Linked DNA regions of Mus musculus: all the other regions are linked to region 1. The links are chromatin contacts, called in public HiChIP or PLAC-seq maps. All regions are on one chromosome and are shown on one strand. The core of a region is the stretch at or near the end of the contact, and the rest is flanking DNA. Distances in the headings are between cores, read along the strand shown. Region 1 holds the start of 1700086L19Rik (RIKEN cDNA 1700086L19 gene). Region 2 overlaps Syt16 (synaptotagmin XVI). Region 3 overlaps Syt16 (synaptotagmin XVI).

The links. HiChIP or PLAC-seq counts read pairs in DNA pulled down with a chosen protein or histone mark.
Region 2: a PDX1 HiChIP or PLAC-seq map of a beta-TC-6 cell line shows a contact between it and region 1, with 8 times the contacts expected there. The contact joins the enhancer-like site here to the promoter of 1700086L19Rik in region 1. A contact is called at or near these places in 8 of 39 promoter capture datasets (the 3T3-L1 cell line, cranial neural crest, liver and 3 more), 8 of 484 Hi-C or Micro-C datasets (Th1 cells, bone marrow-derived macrophages, embryonic fibroblasts and 3 more), 8 of 115 datasets of contacts at active chromatin or transcription factors (SST interneurons, a beta-TC-6 cell line, embryonic basal ganglia and 5 more) and 2 of 9 other capture datasets (embryonic stem cells and macrophages).
Region 3: an H3K4me3 HiChIP or PLAC-seq map of forebrain shows a contact between it and region 1, with 4 times the contacts expected there. The contact joins the enhancer-like site here to the promoter of 1700086L19Rik in region 1. A contact is called at or near these places in 7 of 39 promoter capture datasets (the 3T3-L1 cell line, cranial neural crest, embryonic stem cells and 3 more), 6 of 484 Hi-C or Micro-C datasets (cerebral cortex, cortical neurons, embryonic stem cells and 3 more) and 3 of 115 datasets of contacts at active chromatin or transcription factors (embryonic basal ganglia, embryonic forebrain and forebrain).

Annotation. Positions count from the first base shown.
Region 1 is chr12:74,282,630-74,285,696 of GRCm38.p6, reverse strand. It overlaps 1700086L19Rik (RIKEN cDNA 1700086L19 gene), which reads right to left and starts at 1,421. Exons shown (of 4, transcript NR_030735.1): 1 at 1,241-1,421; 2 at 59-182.
Region 2 is chr12:74,085,781-74,088,847 of GRCm38.p6, reverse strand. The region is part of intron 1 of Syt16 (synaptotagmin XVI); the gene reads right to left. Among named protein-coding and RNA genes, the nearest start is that of Gm40889, 53 kb to the left of the region's middle. Within about 2 kb of position 1,592, at least 16 of the 459 cell types and tissues checked have an H3K27ac peak or open chromatin away from gene starts, as enhancers often do. A contact at or near this core is called in neural tube, where this site is marked.
Region 3 is chr12:74,130,384-74,133,450 of GRCm38.p6, reverse strand. All of the region lies in intron 2 of Syt16 (synaptotagmin XVI), which reads right to left. Among named protein-coding and RNA genes, the nearest start is that of Gm40889, 8.6 kb to the left of the region's middle. Within about 2 kb of position 1,435, at least 16 of the 459 cell types and tissues checked have an H3K27ac peak or open chromatin away from gene starts, as enhancers often do. A contact at or near this core is called in cortical neurons and forebrain, where this site is marked.

The DNA.
Region 1 (3,067 bases), core at 172-2,671:
AGCGTTTATTTCTCTGGATACATATTTAAACAGTAATTTCTCTTCGGAGGGTGATTACCTGGTAATGCTGACTCAGACCGAAGAGTGTATGTCTAGGACAGCCTCGGAAGATGTGGTGAGAACTCCCCTTGGCACATGGAGCATGTCTCACAGCCTCGGGCTCATGAATGGGGACCTGGGATCTTGAAACAAGGAGACATACTGGCATAAGACACCTCTAAAGAATCAGGGATGCAGGGACATGAATAAGTTATCAGGGCAGGAGAAGGCGGGTGGGGTGGGGATGGGGGGCGGCACTGAGACGTTTGAGGTGGGGCCGATCTGGGACATGGTTTAGAAAGAAAGATAAACCTTCAAACTCAGGATCACTTAAGTTTAAGTAGGAGCGACGTCAACTCCCCCTAAGAGATCTGAAAAGTGCACAATAGTTCATCTTGTCAGTGATTTACTCGAGCGGTTATTTTGGGGAAATGTGATTAAAAAAAAAATCACAGCCAGCTCTTGTATAATTTTAGGCTGCATCACCCTCCAAAATAACAAAGCAATTAACTCAAAACACCATAACTTGTTCTTTCTCTGACATACTGACTCTTTCTGGCAAGGTCTGAAGTAGCTGCTCCACGTTTGAAGATAGTTCTCAGCAAAGGGTTCCGTTTAACCACACCTAGTCTGCATGGCTGTGTGCTCACGGATCTCATCATCTTCTATATTTAGAGAGACGGGCTTTCCAAGGGAAGACGGGCATCCAATAAGGACGATCCCATCTAGAGAGGTGAGTTACTATGGTTACTGCTCAGGAGGCTGAGGACCAGTGAACCACTGCTCCTGGCCAGCTGGACCCTTTCCAGATGAGGACCTAAAACAGAAGCCCGTGTTGACTGAATTTCGTGGAGCCTACTTCGTGTCGTTTTATCCATAACCACGGGCTGCCTTTGGGAGCTGCCTCCAGCTCTCCAGCCTCGGGCAGCCAGGCAAAGCAAAATCAAGGAAGGTGGAAAACTTCTAAGCACTAACAGACAGTAGCGAACAGAGGGGGAGTCTCAATATCCAATCCTGGCATTTAAAAAATCAAATCAAGTTATTCGGGACCAGTGGCTAGTCACTTTTCAGTGGCTGGGGGCAGGGTGGGATCCGAGGCCAAGTCCCTAACCTCCAGCCGTAGGGAACGCGTCTTCTCTGGGCCTCGGGTCAGATGCCTGGCTGGAGGGGTCCTGGCAAACCTTGAGAGGGGTCCACTTACCCGAAGACTGCGTGTGCAAATGTTTCACAGCTCCTGTTTTTTCGCGAAGGTGTCACTCTTCGGACGGGTTCTGACAGCGACAGCGACAGCGGCGGCGGCAGCGACTGCAGCTCGGCGGGGCGGCCGGCTCCTGCAGGTCGGTCCCTCCTTCTCTGAAGCGCCTCTCGCTCCGGCTCAGAACGCGAGGCGGGCGCGCGGCTTTTCTAGGCGCGCATTGGACCAAAGGGAGCAGATGTTATCCGGTTGCTAGGAGCGTTGCTAGGAGGCGATGACGCCCCTCCACCGCCCGAAGCAACTTTCCTGAAGGTCTCGGGCGCCAGAGGGGGCTACTGAGAGCCAGACTGGGAGCTCTACCGGGAAGGAAGGCTGAGAACGAGGGGTCCAGCCACGGGTCACACTGACTTGGTCCAGGAGAGCTGGCGACACGGGAGCGGGAGCGTCGCGGGCCTGAGCGTTAAGAGGAGTCTCGCGTCCCAGAAAACGGTCACTCACTGGAGGCTGGATTGGTGTCCCCATGGAAGTTGAATGGGGACAGAGGTGGAACTGCATTTAAAGGTGTGAGGGATCCTTTGGCTCCGGGACTGTGTCCCACTGTGTTCCTGTTACTACAAGCAGGTTTGAGCAATTGACAGACTTGAAAGAGGGAAATATTAATCCATGAAACTCAATCCTGAGTCTAATTCCTTTGGGCACCCTATATGGCTACCTCCTAAAAACGGGAGGATGGCACCGGGTAGACGAGGGGGAGTGTTTCCATGGGGTGTTCCCATGGTCTAGTGTTCTGCCTCTATACCATTAGACTTCATCTAAATGAGAGAAGAATAAACCCTTCAATTAATATGAAATGTTCTATAAAAAATAATCACACAAATGACATGAAGTTGGAAGAAAGATGTAGGGGTTTCCAGGGATAGTGGTCCCGGGAGTGGGAAATGAATATGGTCGAAACACATTGCATACCTGTATTAAGTTCTCAAAAGGCAAATAAAATCTATCTTTTTAAATGCACCTCAAAAGGGTACTTTCCACAAAGGATACTGGGGAAACTACATATGTTTCAGTCATTGTTGCTTTAATGTAGTTTCCACAAAGGTTTGCAGCTTCTCCAATTTCTTGATAGAGCTTATTTTGATTCAGTTTTTGTTTGTATTCTTGACCATTGCTTCTCATCCTCACCGTGGCTGTTGTGAAATGGTTTTATTTTATTGAGGGGAAAGAAAAAAAAGAAGACTGCAAGAACCTCAAAGTGGGAACATCTGAGAAGCCAATGAGCAAATTCAAGAAAGGAAACCAAAATACCTAGTAAAGAAATTCTGCTTAGCATGCTCCCTTGATGATAAATTTCTCCTAAGAAAGGAGTACAGAATTTCCCTGGCTCCCTAGAGAGTTGGGCCAGGGCCAGGGCCAGGATGGAAATCAGCACCCCTGGGACTCACTTAGAAAGAAATACTGTGTTTAGATCCAAGCCAGGCTGCTGCTGCATAGCACTGGGTTAAGTACTAAGGGGTGGGGGTGGGGGCAGCCATCTTCAAGGCTAGCGGGGTACAGTATGATCCCACAGTTCAGAGGTCTCCAGTACCTACTTCATGCCTTTGTCAAACTTTAATCTCTGGAAGCGTATTTGCCCTGAGGTTTGAGACGATCATGAGGTAATCTGGAGATGTATAAGGAAGTAATAAATAGCCAAGGTAGGCTAAGGAGGTAATAATCACAAAGTTACTGTTATGCGTCTAAGGGGGAACTTTGAGAACAGTTGTGATCCTCCAGACAACCAGCAGTATGTCACATTGCTACTTCACTATGGGCAGCAAGAGACTAAAATGGGGC
Region 2 (3,067 bases), core at 343-2,842, 200 kb after region 1:
AATTAAGTTTTGACATTCAAACACAAGCTGAAATTCATTTCCATTTGTCTGGCACGGGCATTAGCTGTACTGTGGCCCAATAACTTTATTAAGACTTTTGAAGACGGCTATAGCTTGGCTATACAGTGTTCCCATGGAAGCCCACGTGGCTTGGTCTCTAGGGTGTTCGACTGGGGAGTTTAGAACCTTAAGGAGGTGAAGATTTCATTAGAGCAACACACAGCTAACTAATAACAGACAGAGGATAGAAATACAGTTTCCTCCGGATTGTACTGGGTTGTCTCTAGAGATACAAATACACAACAGCTCAGAAGGCCTCTGTCCATTTACAGGGTCAAAACCCAGGAAGGAGTTACAATCCAGTGGTGAGGTCAAAACGCGAGACATTTGACAAAGAGGAGTCTGGAGTCGCTTGCTCCATAGAATAAACCAGAAGAGTAGAAGTAAATACAATTTATCACGAAGATCAATAGATTCAAGCCACATGTTATTTAATAATAAAGGGAGGGTCGAGAGAAAGTGGTTGGCTTTTATTGGCATCTTTCCTGTGAGTGAATTTGGTGCTACAGTGCCATAATTTGGGCCCCAGCTATGGGAAGATTCTTTGGGTACCCGAATAACAATTAATACAATTAAAAAGTCACAGGGGCCATTCTCTTCCAACATGCCTAAAGGGGCAGAATGAATCTATTCATTTTCTCTCTGTGAATATCAATTTATAGGGCTTTTTTCCCCCCTATGTGTGTTTCTTTTTAAGGGAGTTATTTATGTCCTTAAAATCTTCTATCATCATCATGAGGTGTGATTTTAAATCAGAGTCTTGCTTTTCTGTTGCGTTGGGGTATCCAGGGCTTACTGTGGTGGGAAAACTGGGTTCTGATGGTGCCAAGTAGCCTTGGTTTCTGTTGCTTATGTTCTTGCCCTCGCCTCTGGCCATCTGGTTATCTCTAGTGTTAGCTGGTCTTGCTGCCTCTGACTATAGCTTGTCCCTCCTGCAAGCCTGTGTGTCAGTACTCCTGGGAGACCAGCTTTACCTGAAAGAATTTGGGTATGGAGAGCTGTGGCACAGGGTCAGCTTCCGGGTGCAGATGGAAACCAGAAGGCAGTGTGTTTCTTTTTAAAAACCATTGTATCAACTGTTAAATACGTGCCAGATGGTTCCATTTTATAAGGACACTGGGCCCACTTTAATGTCAAGAAGAAAGGACAGTTACAAGTATTCACTGAGGTCAAAACTAAAACTCTAGGATTTGAGTGAAGCCAAAGCTTGAAACCAGGTCTGTCTACTCTGATACCACTATTTCCTCTTAGCCACTTTTACACTGTCACCCCACCTGGAACCTTCCCACTCTGTGTTGGGCCCTCTCATAGGACTAAAGGCAACTTGCAGAGGTGCTGACTTGAGTTAAAACATGTTAAAATGGAAGCAACCAAGCAGAAAGTTTCTCCGGCCGCTCTTTAGAGTCCCTTCCTCTCTAATGGACAGAGCCTCAGGCACTCAGAGCAGCTGTTCACGCCTGAGGTCCCGCCATTCTGTATGGACTCCCGATAGCCGCAGAAAGAATGTGCAGATGGGGCAGGCACAAAATTAAATATTGACTCTGCCTCCAGAGCAAAGGTTAGAAATACAGCGGCTTCCTGCTATAGAAAAGGCAGCTGGGAGAATAGCCCCTTGCCACGGGCAAGTTAAAGGAGGCTCCTTAGGGGAGAATTCCAGGTGCTGCCAGATGAGGAAATGGCCAGTGGTTTATGCAATAAGGAAATCTGATGTTGTTGGACCTGATAGTGATTGAAAGGCCAAAATGATGCCCTGGGCAGGAGGAGAAGGTTCAAGGGGAAGGTTCTGCTACAGGAGCATGAGAGATATACAGTGCATGCTCAAAACAGGAACAGCTACCAGGTCCAACCAACATGGTTTCTAATGAACAACTGGGCCTTCCTGGCTCAGCACGAGGTGCTGAGAAAACAGAAATGTCTCCGTGGATGTCCACTCCCCAGAGGGAGAAGGAGAGGCAAACAGGATTGAAATGTCACAAGTTCACTACCAAATGGAAGTGAGTGGGGAAGGCTAGAAGCATGTGGAGGGGTTTCCCCAGACAGCCTGGTCTCAGGGTTCACTGGAAGCAAGCCTTTTAGCTGTTTAACCTAGTAGGCAAGGAGAAGTGGAGTCAGGCTACAGGGTTCAAGTCCTGGCTGGAGCACTTAACTGCTCAGACAGTCCACTTAACCTTTCTGGGCTTCAATCTCTTCTTGATTAAAATGGAAGAGAAGGACGTATCTGCTCCATGAGGATGTTATGAATAATGAAGCTAGGGCAGAGTCCGGCATACACATTTAAAGGCCAGAAAATATTCCCTCTTCCTTATTGCTGTGCAGCCTAAGGAAAACTCGACAAATTAATGACTGCAAAGACGTGGGTTGAGGATAATCAAAAGGACATTTGTCCTAACACAGCTTCATCTTAGATATTTACAATCCATCAAAGCACCCAATTAAAAAGCTCTGGCCAATATTTGTATATATAAACATAGAAGCAGGTCTGGGTTGGAGCTATAATAAATTATATCTGAAGATGTCAAACTGATAATCAGATAAAAAATGTATCTAGAGATATGAATCTGTCGACGATCAGATGGTTATTATCATACCAATGGGTATCATATCACTTAAGGAGAAAAGATGGAGAAGAAAAACATGATCAAGTTCTTCTTAAACAGTGCAAGTACTTAGACTCAGGAGAGGAAGAAGTAGCCAAGGAAAATGGGAGACAGGAAGAAGTTACCAATGAGGATGCAAGAAAATGAGCCCCATTTCAACCAGGTGAACAAGAGGCAGAAGAGCCGACATCAGTCAAGGAGCAAGAGCTGAGCATAGAAAGAAGAGGGTGCAGACATTTCTAGCACTTCATAGCTTTCCTAGTGTCTACTGCAAGCTGACAGTGGTGGGATGAATCTGAGCAAGAGTCATTCAGACAGCGATGGCACTGCTGTGACAGGTCAAGCGCTGATTAGGAGGCTCAGGGAGGTTTGAACCAGGGCAGACAGAGGTCTCATCTAGTGAGTGCCAG
Region 3 (3,067 bases), core at 186-2,685, 150 kb after region 1:
TGCTACATTCATATCCCTAGAACTTGGGCATGTTACTTTAGTTGAAAAAAAAATATGGGGCAGATCTGCTGATGTAATTAATGACCTGAGATGAGATAAGCTTCCTGGGTTATCATAGTGAGGACTAAATACAATGACAAGTGACAAAATAAAGACAGAAATATAGAAGGAGAGGTGGTGTGAAGAGGGAAGCAGAAACTAGAGTATTCAAACACAAGCTAATGGATGCCAAGGTCAATCCTCCAGGCAAGAAGAGGAACAAGAAGCTGACTTCTCCCTGGAGCCTCCAGAATGGGAATGACTCTGTGAGCATCCTAACTTCCAGACACGATCAGATCTGGAATTGTACCAGAGCGAATTTCCACAAAGACACCAAGTATACAGCAATCTGCAATAGCAGCTGCATGAAAGGAAACCCACCTGCCCAAATTCTACTGCACCCATCTTCACTGTAAAAGTATGATAGGGTGAATTGAATTGAGAAGATGAAGAGAGTAGAAAAACAGAAATTAAAGTCCTGCCTCTGGGGTTAGGCAACCTTAAGTCTGAGTTCTGCCAATCAATAGCTTAGAATAAACATCCATCTTAGTAAGTCACAGCTTCCTCACCCATAAAATAGATGATAATAGGACTTACTCATTGAACTACTTCAAAGGAAATATGTATTTGAACATAGTGTAACCCAAATGTATAGATTCAATTAAAAAAAAAAAGAGTAGCAGCCATGATAGTCCAAGAAGAAGGAATTACTGGGATAAGTAATGATCTCTGTTAGACCAGGAAATGACCTCAAAGATGCAGATAAGGATCAAGACTTACGTGTAGACTTGGAAGGGATTTATTTTCAATAAATTTTCTAACTCACAATTGAAGAAAACTGTCTTTGCTCTATGTGATATCTCCCCTGCCCCCCCCCCCCGCAAAATTCACTACTAATGATCAACACAGCACCTTAAATAAAGAAAGCAAATAGCATGCATGGAATACTGAGGAGGTCCATGATAGCAGCAAGTGCTAAATAAATGTCAGCTGCCAGCTATCACTGTTACTACCTGTGTTTCTACGAAGCCACTGATCCACCTCATCTTCCCCTTTCTAATTCCAGACACAGTGATAGGTATGTTCTAGCTATGGAAAAATACATAACCTAAAAGAAGACATATGGTATTTCCTAGACGAATTATTTTGCACAGTAGATGCAAAAAAAACAAATCAGTGCTTCTTCATGTCTCACATCACCGGATGAGCTAAGAGACTTCTTCCCTATTTCAAACTCTTTCCTCATATCATTAGATTAAAACAGTTATTTAGTTATGGATGTTAGAGGCATCTTTCTATTCCTCATTTTTTTTCTTTGTTTCATACAGCATAGTCTAAGAGCAGGACAGCCTAGTTGATGTTTAATCTTTCTTATTAGGTCTCTTCCATTCACAGAGCTCCAGAAGTTGCTATGGTAACCCTACGAGCCGAATAGGATCACAGAATGAGAGCTGGGAGAAACTAGTCCAAACTTATCAATTTGCAAATGAGGACTTAAGGCCCAGAGAGGTGAAGTGGGTTTCCCAAAATACTGTGGCCAATTAGCAGCAAAGTAAGCTCCAAGTGTCTGCCCCATGCTTCCTTCCACCACATGAAGCTGCCTTCCTTCCTTAACATTTGTCAAAATATGTTAGGAACATCCCAACTTCACTGAGAAATCAGTGCACTGAGGATGACAATTAGCGAAAATATCAAAGGTTAGGTAAAATGTGGAATAGAGGCATGTTTCCATGGCTTCTGATCCATGATAATGAACCTTTCAGGGAGAGATGTCAAAAAAGGGTGGTTGCTTCTTCAGGGTTGTCATCTGAAAAATCAGCTCTTTTTAAAGCTCCCTCCTGGTGATCCTGCCCTAGTCTGAGGCAAGTGCTTTCCAGTGCTTTTGTGCTTTCTTGTTTCATGATCTCAAAACCTCAACTTATCTGCAAGTATAATTTAGAATCATTCCTAGAACACTCCAAGAAACAAAAACAACTATGAAAAAACCCATGATCCAAGACAAATAAGGGGGGGGTGTTTTAAACAGCTCTAGCCTGAGTCTTTATTATTTGCAAAGGAAAACGCCCCATCAGCTTCAGTCTTCCAGTTTAAGTAAAGAATGGGATGTGTTGACATATATCGTCTTATCAGAAGACTTGCTTCTTTGCTCAATGGCCATAGTCCATGAGGACCATCAGCATAGACGCCACACCAACACTTTTATAAAATACATCTTGTATTCTAAGACAACTCTGCCAGCATCCAATAATCCCAACATGCAGATAAAGAGACTGAAGGTCAGAATGATTCGTTTAACTCACCAAGGTCATATCGGAGTGACAGTCAACTCTGATCATTCTAAATCCCGCCTCATTACTAGTCTATAACCAAGCAACATCGGCTCTTCTCCCTTAACCTGGACCCAGCTGGGACAGTAGTGGCTAAAGGAGTCACAGCTCCTCAATTTTATATGACAAGCTTCATTAACTATCCTGTTCTGCTTTCTAAAGATGAGTCAGATGCCTCGAGTGGAGTTCAAAAGAGCAAGACAATTGCAGACGTGCCAGTCAGCTGGCGACTACAGCATCCTTCCCCTTGATTAACTCTGCAGTGACTCAAACATGTTTATGTGCACTTTGATACTCTGTCCCTCCAAAGGTGAAGCCTAATTCCCAGTCATCTGGACATAGACTAGAATCAGTGAAAAACAGAAGCAGACAGCAGTGGCAATGTATGACTCTGTAGATGAGATTGTAAAAGGGAAATGTGGCTGCTCTTGTCTCTCAGTGAGTCTTGAGCTCAGAAACCAGTTGCTCTGTCTTGAAAATTCAAGGAACCCTAGAGGTATCCACAAAGACTGGAACTGAGCCTCCAGCCACTCTGGAAGTATCATTGCCCACTGACTTATCTGCACCCTCCCAAGAAACCCTGATCTAGAACACCCAACTAGGCCACTCCTGTGTTTCCAAACTACAAAAATATGTAGTTTGAGATAAATGTATATGCAATCAAGTTTTGAGTGATCTGTCATGAAACAATAGATAACTGG